Linked DNA regions of Hordeum vulgare: region 1 is linked to region 2. Evidence: chromatin contacts called from public Hi-C data. All regions are on one chromosome and are shown on one strand. The core of a region is the stretch at or near the end of the contact, and the rest is flanking DNA. Distances in the headings are between cores, read along the strand shown.

Region 1 (3,542 bases), core at 312-2,811, 150 kb after region 2:
CGGACAATCAGAGGATCACCGAAGAATGCCTCGAGAAAGGCTCTCAAATCACTGACGAGCAGATAGTAGTCGCCGAGCTCGATGAGTACAAGAAGACGATGGATGTTGTTGAACTACTCAGGTCAAAGAAGCTATCTGCGGATTCTGCTTTTTTGTCGGTCGGTGAGAAAAAGCAAGTTCATACCCATTGATACGTCTCCAAAGTATCGATAATTTATGAAGTATTCATGCTAATGTTCTAGAACTTTCATATACTTTTGACAATATTTTATATTATTTTTGGGACTAACTTACTTATCCAGTGCCGAGTGTGAGTTCCTGATTTTTGTGTGTCTTTTGTTTCGCATAAATTCCACATCAAATAGAGTTCAAACGCGATAAAAATCTTCTATTCTTAAATAGTTGCAACTCACTACCTATTTTTCCTTCTCATGCAACCATGTCACATCATCAAGTGATGCATGATTTAATCATAAGTATTTATGTTTTCCTCCGCTACCTATTTTTCCTTCGCATGCAACCATGTCACATCATCAAGTCATGCATTTAGTCATAAGTACTTATTTTTTTTCTCCACTACCTATTTTTCCTTCTCATGCAACCATGTCGCAATGTCACATCATCAAGTCATGCATTTAGTCATAAATACTTATTTTTCTTCGTGTAACTATGTCACATCATCAAGTCATGCATGTAGATCGCGTTACACTTTTAATACACATCTTTTGTCATATGCCTCATATGTATTATTGTTCCTAAAATATAAGATGAGAGCAATCCTAATATTTTTTTAGCAACACTTTTTGATTTTCAACATCTGTTTATTATGTTTTCCGCAGCAACGCGCGGGACATCATCTAGTTTATAGAGTTTGTTTGGAATATATGTGAATTTTGGGAAGAATAATCAATGCCACACAATTCCCGAGGTTCTCCCAAGGCAATAGAGCGCGACGAGGGGGGTGGCCGCCCCTTAAGTCGGTTGAGGCCCTCCTTTTGCCACAAGAAATATTATTTTTTAATAAAAATCCTTTCAAAATTTCATCACGATCGAAGTTACAGATCTTCGATAATATTTTATATTATTTTTAGGACTAACTTACTTCATCATAGCATCGACGACCTCGGTCAAGAGGTGGCGAGGCGCGACCAGCGCTTCATCGTGGCGATGACCAGAACATCATCAATGAGGACACATGTCTATCGCGACTGAGGATTCCGTCGGCAACGAGCTCAAAATTAGGGGTACCGGCGAGTGGGCTTGCTTGTGATTGTCTAGGCACAAAACTTACAAGGAATCTATTCTAGCACAATTCCGAAAATAACCCATAAAAATCACACTCTCTCCTCAAAAGCCAATATAAAAAATGGTTCCATCAGAAACCACATGGTATATATAATTATGTATCAATCTTGAACTATTGAGTGGACCATGACAAAAGGCATGGCAATCAAAACCCTTGCCTACTCACTCCTCTTTCTCGCCGGTGTTGGGCTCTACTACCAATCATGCGTCGCTACGTTTAAACCGCACTTGCACGACGGCACGAGCTCGTCAGGTGTTGTGCCTTCGTTGGTAAGTCTAGCACCTGCACCCGAAATATCTCGCCCCCGGCCGATCCGGGCCGTCCGTGGCCCGATCCCACGGCCCCGAGCCGCCCAAACTACATTCCAACGGAGTCACATTACTGTTCTGGAAAGGCTGATGATACGCTTCCCATTCCCATCCCGACCGCTTCTTCGTCCCCCCCTCCTCCTCCTCCTCCCCCCCACTGCCACCCACCGCCGCCTGACCCGCTCGCCGCCTCCGCCCTCCCGCCGCCGGAGAGGGCGCAGCCCCTAGGCCCCTGCGCGCGCCTCCCAGCCCCTTGACCCCCTCCTCTCTCTCTCGCGCGCGCGTTTCGTCCCCCTCCCTGGCTTCAAGCGTCGCCGCGCAGCCGCCGCCGACCGGCGCTTCGATCGGGAGTTCAGACTTGTGGCATGCAGGTGAGAAGCCCCCGACGCGTCCTGCTGAAAGCCGAATCGAATCGAAACATTTCAGTTCGTCGATGAAAATCGGGGTTTCTTGTCGAAAGTCTTGTGCTTTTTTTCTGTTAGAAAGTTCTGAAATATTCTAATCTAAAGGGGAAGTTCCTGTTTAAAAGTCCAAGGGCGGCGGCGCGGGGGCGACGCCTAGGCGGAGAAGTCGCCGTGGGTGCTGGCGGGGCTGCGGGGAAGGATGAGCAAGAGGTATTAGGTTAGAAGGTGGGGAAGACGAATGGGGGGCGCCGGCGTTTGGTGAGGTCAGACATGGCGTTAGCCATAACTATACCAGAACTGTTGTCGCATAGCCCGTAGGCGTGACCCTCCTCCTCCGGTGTCTTCTGGACTGTGGATTGGCGTGGAGCCAAGATCCATCCGGGTTTGGATTGATTCACCATTGGACTGTCCGAGCTCATATTCAAGTATACTTATTTTGGTGCCTATTACCCAGAAGAAATCGAGGGTTTAACTGAACCTTGAGCCTGCCCCTGCTTTCAGAACAAGGTTGGTGTTGCGCACACGCACAACATGCTGTTATATGCTATTGCAGGTAGTGTTGAATCTCGTGGCTTTGAAACATAAGCATGTTTAAGGTGGGGGGAGGAAAAGGTCATCGGAATATTACAAAAGAACTAGCAAGCCCAGTGAACCTCAAACTTTATTATGCATAAAATGTTTGTTTGGTGCAGAGTATGCTGATTTGTATGCGAGAGACATGGTGTGGGTTCGATGAGGGTTGGGTTGTGCAATTGGGTTTGCACCCTTGTTTAATTCAAGATAGTAACCTTTTGTAGATCATGATTGCAGCGTTTCTATTATTTAGAAAAAAAGAAACTATTTCAGTCGTTGCTGACATGTTCTGTAAATTCCACAGGTGACACTATTTGACGCTCTCTGTCTCTTGACTTGGATATAACAAGTTATCGTCGCTGCGAGTAAGCTTTATTTGTCAAACAAAAATAAGCTAGTAGTATTTGCTCGTGATTGGGCAAATTAGTCAAGACGGGCGCTCTTTGCTGCGTGGCCGCTAGGCCACATGGGACAAAGTCTAATCCTGCTAGCAGAGACTGTTCCATGGATCCTACAGAGCCTCGTTGGCGGATGAATTCGAGCTTCTCTCCTCCGTCGCGGGGATGGGACTGCATGTACTCATCAGACGGATTGCCTCATAGGACTCCTGATGCTCCACACGATCATCCACCTTATGTGTCATCACTATCATCTCATAGTAAAGGAAGTAGAAGTGCATTTGGCAGTGACCAGTACCTGAATCACCACCATTCTGTATCTGATGGAGCACTTTCTTATTTTGGTAGTCCTGTTGACAGCCTTCAGGCTCCACGCTGGACACCCTCTCTGCAAAGATTTGATCTTGGCGAGTTCTCTACTCCTGCAGGAGGTATATATACTTGTTCCTGATTACATACCGTGTGTGCTGTCTTGCCATGTTTGTATTTGTGCAATATGCATATCTCTTCACAGTATAATGAATGGCGGCTGTCACTGAGAAAAATTAACATG
Region 2 (3,490 bases), core at 100-2,599:
ATCTGGTATTGTTCATCAGTAGAATGAGGTTATACACACCTACGCACACCTCCAGAATTCTCTTTAGTGTTCACTCAGCTTTCACCGGCACCATCCCGGAACAAGCAGCGTCGTAAGCATCGCCGAGGCCCGGGATGCAGTCCTCGAAGGGGGCGACGAACTTCTCCAAGAACTTCTCCTCCGTCGGCGCCACCACGTTGAAGAAGCACCGGTCTTCCTCGATCAGCCGCCTCTGCTTGAGGAGCTTCACCACGAGATGCCGGGGCATGAGCCTCCTCTCGAGGCTGTACATGAGCAGCACCGACCGGCGCGCGATGTACTGCGGCTCCAGCCCGACCTCCTTGATCAGGAATTCGGCGTTGCGCCGCAGCCTCTCCTCGGAGGCGACCAGGATCCGCGGCGCCTTGCTGATGGCCAGGCTCACCTCCTCCTTCGACCATCCGAGCGTCTGCCTGAGGACGGCGATCTTGGCGTCGACCTTCTCCTGTCCGATGCAGCCGGCGGTGGAGATCGCGTGCCGGAACATCTGGGAGCCCGGTGGCACGCCGAGCTCAATGGCTCGCCGCACGGAGTCCTGGACGTACTCGGGGTGCATGGTGACCAGGCGCGGCGCGGCCACGAGCAGCTTGGAAATATCGCAAGCACTTAGCCCGCATTGCCTGAGGAACGCGACGTTGGGCTCGACCACCTTCTCGAGGTCGGAGGTGAGGAGCCAGTAGTTCCAGTCGCTGGCCTGGAGCAGCCTCTCCGGGGAGCCGAATAGGGGGAGCCAGAACTGCACCTTGGAGACGAAGCTGCGGCAGAGGAAGTAGCGGCCGGCGATCTTGGCGAGGCGGGCGACCTGGGAGGTGGAGAGGCCGAGGGCGCGGAGCTCCGCGGAGATGGGCGCGAGGGAGCGCTCGATGCGGGCGCAGAGGATGCGCGGGTTGGAGGCGACGGCGGCGGCGACCTCCTTGGGGGAGAAGCCGAGGCCGTCGAGGAATGCGAGGACGGCGTCGGGGTTGGAGGCGGACTTGAGGTGGGCGAGGTTCTTGGAGGCCTTGACGGCCTGCGGCTGGGTGAGGTGGCAGTTGGCGATGAGGTAATCCTCGACGGCAAAGCTGTTTCCTGGAGTGGTGGCAGCGCCGGCGGCGGTGGCGACGTGGGGGATGCGGAGGCGGAGGCGGAGACGGCAGCGGGCAGAGAAGTGGACGGCGGCGAGCGGACCGGCGGCGAGGAAGAGGATAGGCATGGGTGAGAGGAGGCGTGGCGGGGAGGGAGTGGCCATTTTTGACCGGGATGCGTAATCCGCAGCCGCAGCTGCTAGCGCCTAGCGGCAGCGCTGTACTGTGCGCGAGTGGATAGATAGCTTTACTCGTTCAGAGAAGCCAACGAGGATTGCAGGAAATTGGAAAGTTCGAACAGGGAAAACACATGATTGAAACGACACATACGGTGAATTCCTATAGGAGTTCAAAACATATAAAATTTGTAGATAAACTTAAGACAGGCAATATATGAAAGTGTAAGATATTTTTTATGTGTGATGAGAGAGAAAGTATGTATAGTGTGTGTGCGCGCAAGTGCAGTACAGTTCTCACGAAAAGAAAAAGAAAATGGATTTAAACGCATCTTGAGATTCCTAATAAATAAAACAGAAATGGATTCCATAGGAAACTAGTGTCTTCCTTCGCATCATATGATACAAAATGATTTCCACAAACAAAACACATGTGAATTGGAATTTTCGGAAATTCCTTCAATCCAAACAGGCCCGATACAATCAAAATAAACACCACATAGCTCCGATAACAATTTACATACCTCAGAACTCAACTCTCTCCTTTAAGTGGGAGAGCCAGAAAGAGGGGGGGGAGGGTGTTGGTAAAAGAGGTTCAAAAGGGCCGAACTATGAAAAAAATAGGGGTTTAGCAATAAATAATCATTATTTTTTCACTGGTCATCAGTAAAATTAGCAGCATTCCCTAATGTTAGGGGGGACAGGGGGGCCGCCACTGCCTCCTTCCCAAGAAAACACAGGCAAAACGACAAACAAATTGCAAGGCATGAAGAGCATCACCTACAATGACAAGTGTGTATAATCTACTATCGACTAACAAGGGTTGTTCACCAACACCATCTCTACCCCAACCCCGACGATGCCTCCCTAGTAGATTTTTTCGCATCATGCTCACCCCTGCTCCTCCAGAAAAATTCTTTTCCACACATAAATCCACCCCCCTTGTTCTTTCCCTCGAAATCTAATACTTGGTTTTCTCTTCCTCTCCACGTCTTACAGCACCCCCTTCAGTATGCTTCCTAAAAATCCATATTCTAAATTTGTCACCCACAATCTATGGTGAAACCTCCTTTACCATTAACTAGCATTAGGTCCGAAGAAGACGCAAGAACAATAACATATTCACGGCGACTTTCCAATGTGCTCGATCCAATCAAGATTTGCTCCTCCACAACCTCTAAACTACTTAGGTAGAGATTCATCAAGCTTGTTTTGATCGTATGACCCTTGATTTGGAGATGGTTATTCCATCCATGGCGGTGGTGCTCTCTTGTGTCGAGGCAGAACCGAAGAGCAAGACTTGATCAACCTTATTAATGGGTCCTTTTCGAGAGGCATGAGGCGTGCCCTGATGGCTTAGGGGACCCACATGTACCCCTCATTTATCTCTTCATCGCACTCCTTTTCCTACCTCTAGAAAAAAAATATTGGTTGCTCTTTCTCTCGTGTTCTTGCTCCCAAACCTGAGATTTCCGATCTCTTTGCTCGGAACTTTGTTTTCAAAACTGCTTTGAGGGGATTGCCCCTTGGTATGAGACTCGTCCATTGCTCCAATTAGTTTTTGTTTACCCTAGCATAGTTGTTTATCGTCTTTTGGGAGAGAGACATCACTAGTGAACGTCATGTGACTCCGGTCCATACCACCATCACTGTTTACACCTTTACTATTAACGCTTTATTTACTTTTCCGTTGCAATCACTATTACTTTCCCGCTTGTGTTTTGATCCTTTGCAAACTACAAGGCCGGAGAGATTGACAACCTCTTTGTACTCGTTGGGAGCAAAGTTATTTGTTGTGTGTGCAGGTCCACGTCATCTGCTAGCGCCAGGGTGGAAGACACCTACTTGTTGAGCCTAGGAGTCCTCCTGGTTCGATAAACCTTACAGTCTCCGTGTAAGGGAAATTTCCTGCTAACTACATCTCCACCTTCCACTTGGGGTCCAACGAGGGGCGAGAAGCATATACATCACCTCGTCATCACTTGTGCGCTGGGATATCAATGATACCTCGTGTAACGACTAAGATGCAACCCTTTCCTTATTTGGGGGCGAGGCCTCAAAAGGAAAAGGGGCACATCTACACGTTTCGCAAGCGAGATAATCATAACATTACATAACCGAAAGAATGACAAGTAGGGCATACACTTGCCATCTGATAATAACATAGTCATATAGTCATACATGCACACTTATTTAGAACATGGCATGGTC

Evidence for each region. A called contact is a pair of places that touch in the nucleus more often than the background predicts.
Region 1: a contact with region 2 is called in a Hi-C map of seedling, with 2.4 times the contacts expected there. The contact joins the promoter of LOC123401243 here to the promoter of LOC123402280 in region 2. A contact is called at or near these places in 2 of 6 Hi-C or Micro-C datasets (leaf and seedling) and 1 of 1 datasets of contacts at active chromatin or transcription factors (embryo).

The regions. Positions count from the first base shown.
Region 1 is chr6H:502,941,917-502,945,458 of MorexV3_pseudomolecules_assembly, forward strand. It overlaps LOC123401243, which reads left to right and starts at 1,562. Exons shown (of 4, transcript XM_045094993.1): 1 at 1,562-1,985; 2 at 2,896-3,420. The coding sequence starts at 3,096.
Region 2 is chr6H:502,793,028-502,796,517 of MorexV3_pseudomolecules_assembly, forward strand. LOC123402280 reads right to left here and starts at 1,350. Exons shown (of 1, transcript XM_045096181.1): 1 at 1-1,350. The coding sequence starts at 1,267. The coding sequence ends at 71.